2 separate regions of the Sus scrofa genome follow, and region 1 is linked to region 2. A link is a contact called in public HiChIP or PLAC-seq data. All regions are on one chromosome and are shown on one strand. The core of a region is the stretch at or near the end of the contact, and the rest is flanking DNA. Distances in the headings are between cores, read along the strand shown. Region 1 holds the start of OBSCN (obscurin). Region 2 holds the start of IBA57 (IBA57 homolog, iron-sulfur cluster assembly).

Region 1 (3,139 bases), core at 463-2,962, 41 kb before region 2:
AAGGATTATTTTGACACAAGTTCCCTGGGGGCCTGTGTTCTGAGTTCTGAGTTCTTCCTAGCACAACCTTCTGAATCATACAGTTGATCTGTGGGTTCCCCAAGGCAGGAAATGCATTCTCCCCCAGCCACACCCAGAGCAGGTATTGGAGACAGCTGCTCTGAGTTTATCAGCAAATATGAGCGGAGGTCAGGGGGTCAATTCCACATCTGGCAGTCTCTGGGGGCCAGGAGGACAGAGATGGGGAAGGAGGTCTTATCTCTGCACATGTTTAGAGAGAGCCAGCTCTCAGCAGATGTACAAGGGTGGGCAGAGACCCCAGGATCCTCTAAAGTCACCGAGGATGTGCTCCCTGTCTAGGGCCTTCATGCCACACCCTCAAGGCAGCAGACTCATAGAGGTCTAAAGGGGCTCACCAAGACACCCCATGGCAGTCCTGCCAGACAGTCATCCCAACTGGTCATGAGTGTGTCCGAGGACTCTGGAGCTGCCCTCCTTCAGGTTGAGTCGGGTCAGGGACCACAAGGCCCCTCTGGCCACACGGTCACCTGCAGTGTCTCCTCCTCCCCCTGCCATGTTAGGGGCTGGAGCTGCTACAGCTACAGCCACAAGGGCAGAAACAAGAGCTTCAGGAGCAGAGACGAAGCCAGGACCTTAACCCTAATTCTCAGGGAAGTCCCTCCTCTTTCAGATGCCCACCTGGGAGGGCAGTACCTTGTGGACCCCCCACTGGAGCTTCTCAGCCCTGGGTGGCTCCAGCTTGGCCCTGGCAGAATCTTCACTCTGAAGCCAAGGCCCTGCCCCTTTGCAAGCCTGCCAGGGAGCTTTGTGGCTGACCTGAGCCATACCCACAACCCCTCTACCCTTGTTTTTATTGAACTTGGCTACTTATTATTATTATTATTATTATTATTATTGGTCCTTGTGGGGCTTGGGCCATTTTTCAGATGAGCCCAGAGTGGGAAGTGGCTAGCAGCCTCATAGCAGAGCCTTGGCTAGCTCCCTCCCAGAAGCCCTGTCTCCCCAACTTGCTCCCTCTCCCCCCCAACCCTGTTGCCCCCATGCCCTTCCAGAAAATACTTCCAAGGGCAGCTCCTGCCGTCTGTGCCTTCCCCTAGACCCCTGGGCCTTCCAGCTTCCCGAACTCCAAGGGAAATTCTTTCCTGGAGTCAGGTGTCACTGCCCCTCTGGCTGTCCCCTCCGCTGAGCCAACAGGCCCAAAATAGCCCCAGCTGTCAGCGGGCATCCATCTCAACAGAGTTGGGGGCAGGGCAAGCTAGACCCTCAGGGCAGTGGGCAAAGGAGGAGGTAGGTGCTTCTGACGCCCCCCCACCCCCACCTCCTGCCCCAGCTGCTCTCTCCCCACATGAGGGTCTGGCTCAGGTCACAATGGGGCAGGGGCTAGAATCCATAGCCCCAACCCCAGGAGCAGCACAGCCTGGCTGAAACCCTATCCCAGGTCCCTCTATCCCCCAGAGCTATGACCTTCAGCAGAGCTGTCCTCAGGGGCACTGGATAGCCCCCCACCCCTGCCTGCTCTATGCCTCCTCACCTGTCTCTACCGAGGGCACTGGGCAGCACCCAGGCGAGGGGCTCAGATGGTGGGGCAGGGGCTGCTGGGTCTCACCTCCCTCCACGGGTCCAGGACCGACAAGGCTCCCACCCAGCAGCCCGCACTCCTGCCGGTCCTCAGACTGGACAGGGACGAAAGGACAGGCGGATGCTATCAGCTGAAGAAGGCTGGGCCCGCCCCCACCCCACCCCCACCACCGCCAGCCCGCCCAGCCCAGCTCCAAAATAGCCCGGGTGTCACTGCCCCAGATTTGTTTTCACCCCTGGCCCCAAGGAGGCAAAGGGCAGAGGCTTGGGTGGCTGGGAGAGGAGGAGGCCTGTGTGTTCCAGTGATGGTGCAGGTGGGGCAGGAGCCCCAACTGGTGGGCCTCGTGCTTAGACCAGCATCCTGGAGTGCAGGGCAGGAAGGAGAAGGGGGGAAAACAGTACCACCCACAGGAGCACTCAGGATCATCCCCCAAGAGAACAAGACCACCAGTCACCTCCTGAGAGTCCTGCAGCCTCTTGATGGTGGTGAGCAGCCAGGAGACTAGCCAGGTGCCCAAGGTCAGCCCCCCACCACCCTGACCACATAGGTGACTGGGGTGCACCCTTTATCCCTGGTCGCTCCTGGCAGCACCTGGCCTGGCTGGATGTCCATCTTTACACGGGAGTGAGGGGCCCAGGTATCTCAACCTGAGGTCTGTACTTCCCAGGGTCTAGGGACCTAGCCACAGGGATGGGCAGACAAGACAGGGGCAGGTGATATGGGTGCTGCTTCACACCTCAGGATGGCTGCCCACTAGCCCCCTGGCCCCAATTCAGGGACAAGGGTGGGCAGGATTCTGGAACCACTCAGGGGAGAAGGTGGGTCTTTCTTAGTAGGGACCTATCAGGGAGCCAGAGAAGGCCATCTGGTATGAGTACTGGGGCCTCTCCTGGAAAGAGGCTGACCCACCAGGGGTAAAGGGTAGTGGTGTTGCCCTGTGTCCCATTATCAGTGTTGCCCCTGAGCCCACTCCAGGGCACTAAGTTCATGGCCAGCACCCCATCCTGTGGTCTGAGCCATGCCCTCAACCTATCTATGCCCTTTGTGCCCAGACCTATATCCTGTGGGAAAATCAAAACTCTTTTGAGTATAGACCAGTCACCAGAGTTACCTAAAATCTCAATCAGCTCAAATACCACAGATGGGGAGCTTAAACACAGACATTTATCTGACAGTATTGGAGGCTGCAAGTTTGACAGGAAGGTGTTGGCAGATTCCATGTTAACTTAGAGCCTCTTTCTCTGATAAACAGATGGTGCCTTCTCTCCACCAAGTTAGATGGTCCTGCTTTGGTGGAGAAAATGTCTTATCTTTGTCTCATAAGGGCAAAAATCTTATCTTGGGAGCCTACCCAAACCTCATCTAATGCATCCTCCCTCTCTGTCCTTCCTCCCTGCCTGCGATCCTCCATAGCTCACCTCCCTCCCTCTCTCTATTCCTTCGCTGTCTTGTGATCCTCCTCTGTGCCTTAGCTGCTCTTAGGACCAGTCCAACTCCACTCTGCTTGCAGACAGATCCTTGGTCACCAGCTACAGTCAA
Region 2 (3,538 bases), core at 35-2,534:
GAAGTATCTTATCTCTCAACAAGCCACTAAACTACATACTCCTCCAGAAGGCAGGAGTATACTGAGGAAGATGCAGATGAGGACCCACAAATAGAACAGACATGGGAGTTTCCAGGACAGCCTCAGAGGGAATCAACAGCCTGCAATTGCATGAGAGATTTTAGAGGTACCAAGCCTGAGAAAGCTAAGCAAGTGAAAACAGAAAGCTCTACACAGCAAAGGACAAGGCCACTGACTTGGCTTGTCCTGTTGACCATCATGGCACAGTCATGATAACATCAGCACAGACTGATGTAAAACACCAAACACTGATATCACTAAAGAGAGATTTCTGAGAGAAATGTATGTGCGCTGGAGGACTCAGAAAGTAATAGCGGAAGCCAGTGGTGCAAGGCGGCTTCCTACAGGTGCCGCGACCCCTTTTCCGTGCAGTGGGTCTGAGCAGGAGCAGAGGCCACATGCAAAGTCACGCAGATCTTCCCATGGGTGAGTCACGGGCCCATCCCTGGGTGCTGGCTCTGGCCCACCTATGGCAGCCCTGTCCCTGTATGCGGGTTCCCAAATACCCTGCCCTGGGCGCCCCTCCCATCCTCAGGTGACCTCCCCTGTGGGGGCCCACTATGGCCCACCGTTTGCAAAAGCTCCCAGGTGTCCCTCCTCTGGACGCCCTGCCCTGCAGATCCTCTCCTGAATGACCATCCTGGGCCTAGGTGCCCCGCCCCTCCTCCGTACAGACCCCAACCCTGGGAGCCCTCCATAGGAGCCCATCCCCTAAGTCTTCTCCCGGCCGCTCTGGGTGATCCCACTCCCCACCTCCACGCCGGCACTGGAGCCTGCGCAGTCCCTGCCACACCCTGCCACACCCTGCGCTCACCCGTAGAGAATGACGTCATAGAGTGTGCGTCCCTGGACGTTAAGAAAGTGGGCGTAGCCCGCGCGCGCCACGGCCGAAGCGGGACCCGGAAGCGGCAACTCATTGGTCAGCAGACCCAGGAGAAAGGGCGCCGAGTCCGGCCCGCGCACGCGTACCAGGGCGCGCTCGCCCAGCAGGAAGTAGGCCCAGGCCGTACCGCCCGCGGGGTCACCACTCTGAGAGCAGGAACCTTGAGCCAGGCGGCGCCTCGGGGCCGCGCGCAGCCTCCAGTGCCAGGCTAGGCCGCTGCGCCCTGAAGCCGCGCCCCGGAGCAGCGCCGCAGCCGCCATCTTGGGGAGGAGCGAGGCGGCGGGAAGGGGCTCCGTGCGGCGGCGCGGGCAGGCGCCACAGTACCTGCTGTAGGCGGACGAGTGGAGCGCACGCGGGTGGGGGGGCATGGGGCGGGGCGTGCGCAGGCGTGCGCGGGCTGGAGCCTCTGCCGCCCTTAGAGGCGGGGCTGGGGGCACTTGCAAGAGTGGCCCGGGTGAGGGTGGGCGGAGCGTGTGGCGGAGAGAGGTCTTGGGCTGTCGGTCACCCTTACACTCCTGGGCTGGCCCTCTGCGCCTCGGTTTTTAGAGCAGTTTCTGCTTGCTTTATTGTAGCGGGGAGCCCATGACCTAAACCCTACCATCCTAACCATTTTTAAGTGCACATTTCAGGGGCATTAAGCGCATTCACACTGTTTTGCAGCCTTCTCCACCCTGCAGAACTTTCTCATCTTTCCAAACGGAAACTCCACCTTAATCAAACGCTGATCCCTGTCTCCTTCCCCAGCCCCTGGGAACTCCATTCTACTCTTTGTGAACCTGACTCTTATAGGAAATTAATAGAAGTGGAATCATGAAGTGTTTGCCTTTTTGTGACTAATGGCTTCCAGGTTCCTCCGTGGTATATTATATGTCAGCCTCCTTAAGGCTGAATATTCTACTCTATGTATATACCACATTGGATTATCCATTCACCGATTGATGGACATTGTATTGTTTCCACCCTTGGCTATTGTGAATAATGCTACAATGAACAGGGATGTGCAACTATGCTTTCAGCTCCTTTGGTTATTGTGTAAAATACACACCTGTATATCCTATGCTCTCACTTCTGACACTTCTGATCACTAAAATGTAGGGGGGGAGTTCCCCACACCATACAGTTCTCCAACACCAGCTGAGTGTCTTACATTTTTAACTCAATTATGAACCATTTATACCAGGAAATAGCATCAGGTCCTGTAAGACTGCGTGTGTACACACACACACACACACACACAATCTTCAGATGCCAAAGTCCAGGTTGTTTCCTTTCTTCTGACCAACCAGCTATAGAGCAAAGGTTCCAATAGCCCTCTCCTTGGGTTCAATTAATTTTCTAGAGTGGTTCACAGAAATCAGAAATATTTTACATACTAGATTACTGATTTATTATAAAAAGGATATAACTCAGGAACAGCCAGATGGAAGAGATGCATAGGGCAAGATATGTTGGAAAAGACATGGAACTTTATGCCCCATGGGCACCACTCTCCCCAAATTGCCGTGTGTTCCACAACCAAGAAGCTCTCCAAATCCAGTCCTTTAGGGTTTTCATGGAGACTTCATTATTGAAGCACAATTGATTAAATCATTGGCCATTGGTTACTGATTCAACTTCACTCCTCTGAGGTCAGGGTGGGACTGAAAGTTCTAACCCTCTAATCACAGGGTTGGTTCCCCTGCCAACTAGCTCCCATCCTTAGGGGCTTTCCAAAATCACTTCATTAACATAAACTTGTTGACCAGGGCTTGCTAAGAATATCGGGACAAAATATATTTTTTTAAAAAAAGAATATTGGAGTTCCCACTATGGCATAGCAGTTTAAGGATCTGGCATTGTCTCTGTGGCAGCTCGGGTTCAATCTCTGGCCCAGTGCAGTGAGTTAAGGATCCAGTATTGCTGAAGCTGTGGCATAGGTCACATCTGAGGCTCAGATTTGATCCCTGGCCTAGGAACTTCCATGTGCCTCAGGTACAGCCAAAAAACAAACCAAAAAAAAAAAAAAAAAATATATATATATATATATATATATATATATATCACTCTTATCCCTTAAGAAATTCCAATGGCTTTAGGAGCTCTGTGCCAGGAATAAGGGTGAAAGTCATAATACCACAGGTATACATCCAGATGTGGAATTGCTGTGTCATATGGTGATTCTATGTTTAATTTTTTTTTTTGTGGAACCTCCAAACTATTTTCCTAAGTGTATTAGTTTGAGCTTCTTGACAAATCCCATACATTGAGTGGCTTAATCATCAGACATTTATTTCTCACAGTTCCAGAGGCCAGAAGTCCAAGATCTAGGGCTGAGAGAGGCCTTTCTCCACAGTGCTGCACAAGAACAACAAGGGGTGAGGTTGTGCTAGGCAATACTGTGGGGCTCCAGGGATGTCCTTGGGCCCCTGTTCTATCTCCCCTCACTCTCACCAGCTTCATCCAGCTATATAACTTTCCATACTAGCCACATGCCAACAGCTCCAAGTTGATGTTCAGTCCATGCGTTTGCCCCAAATTCCAGACCCCATGGCCTCTTCGGCACTCCTTTCATGTCTAATAACTCAAACTGCATGTACAGGTGTGACCACATCTCCT

What was found. HiChIP or PLAC-seq counts read pairs in DNA pulled down with a chosen protein or histone mark.
Region 1: an H3K27ac HiChIP or PLAC-seq map of skeletal muscle shows a contact between it and region 2. The contact joins the promoter of OBSCN here to the promoter of IBA57 in region 2. A contact is called at or near these places in 1 of 47 Hi-C or Micro-C datasets (fetal heart ventricle) and 1 of 2 datasets of contacts at active chromatin or transcription factors (skeletal muscle).

What each region holds. Positions count from the first base shown.
Region 1 is chr2:51,316,111-51,319,249 of Sscrofa11.1, reverse strand. It overlaps OBSCN (obscurin), which reads right to left and starts at 1,712. Exons shown (of 110, transcript XM_021083345.1): 1 at 1,628-1,712.
Region 2 is chr2:51,274,098-51,277,635 of Sscrofa11.1, reverse strand. It overlaps IBA57 (IBA57 homolog, iron-sulfur cluster assembly), which reads right to left and starts at 1,284. Exons shown (of 3, transcript NM_001244830.1): 1 at 875-1,284. The coding sequence starts at 1,203.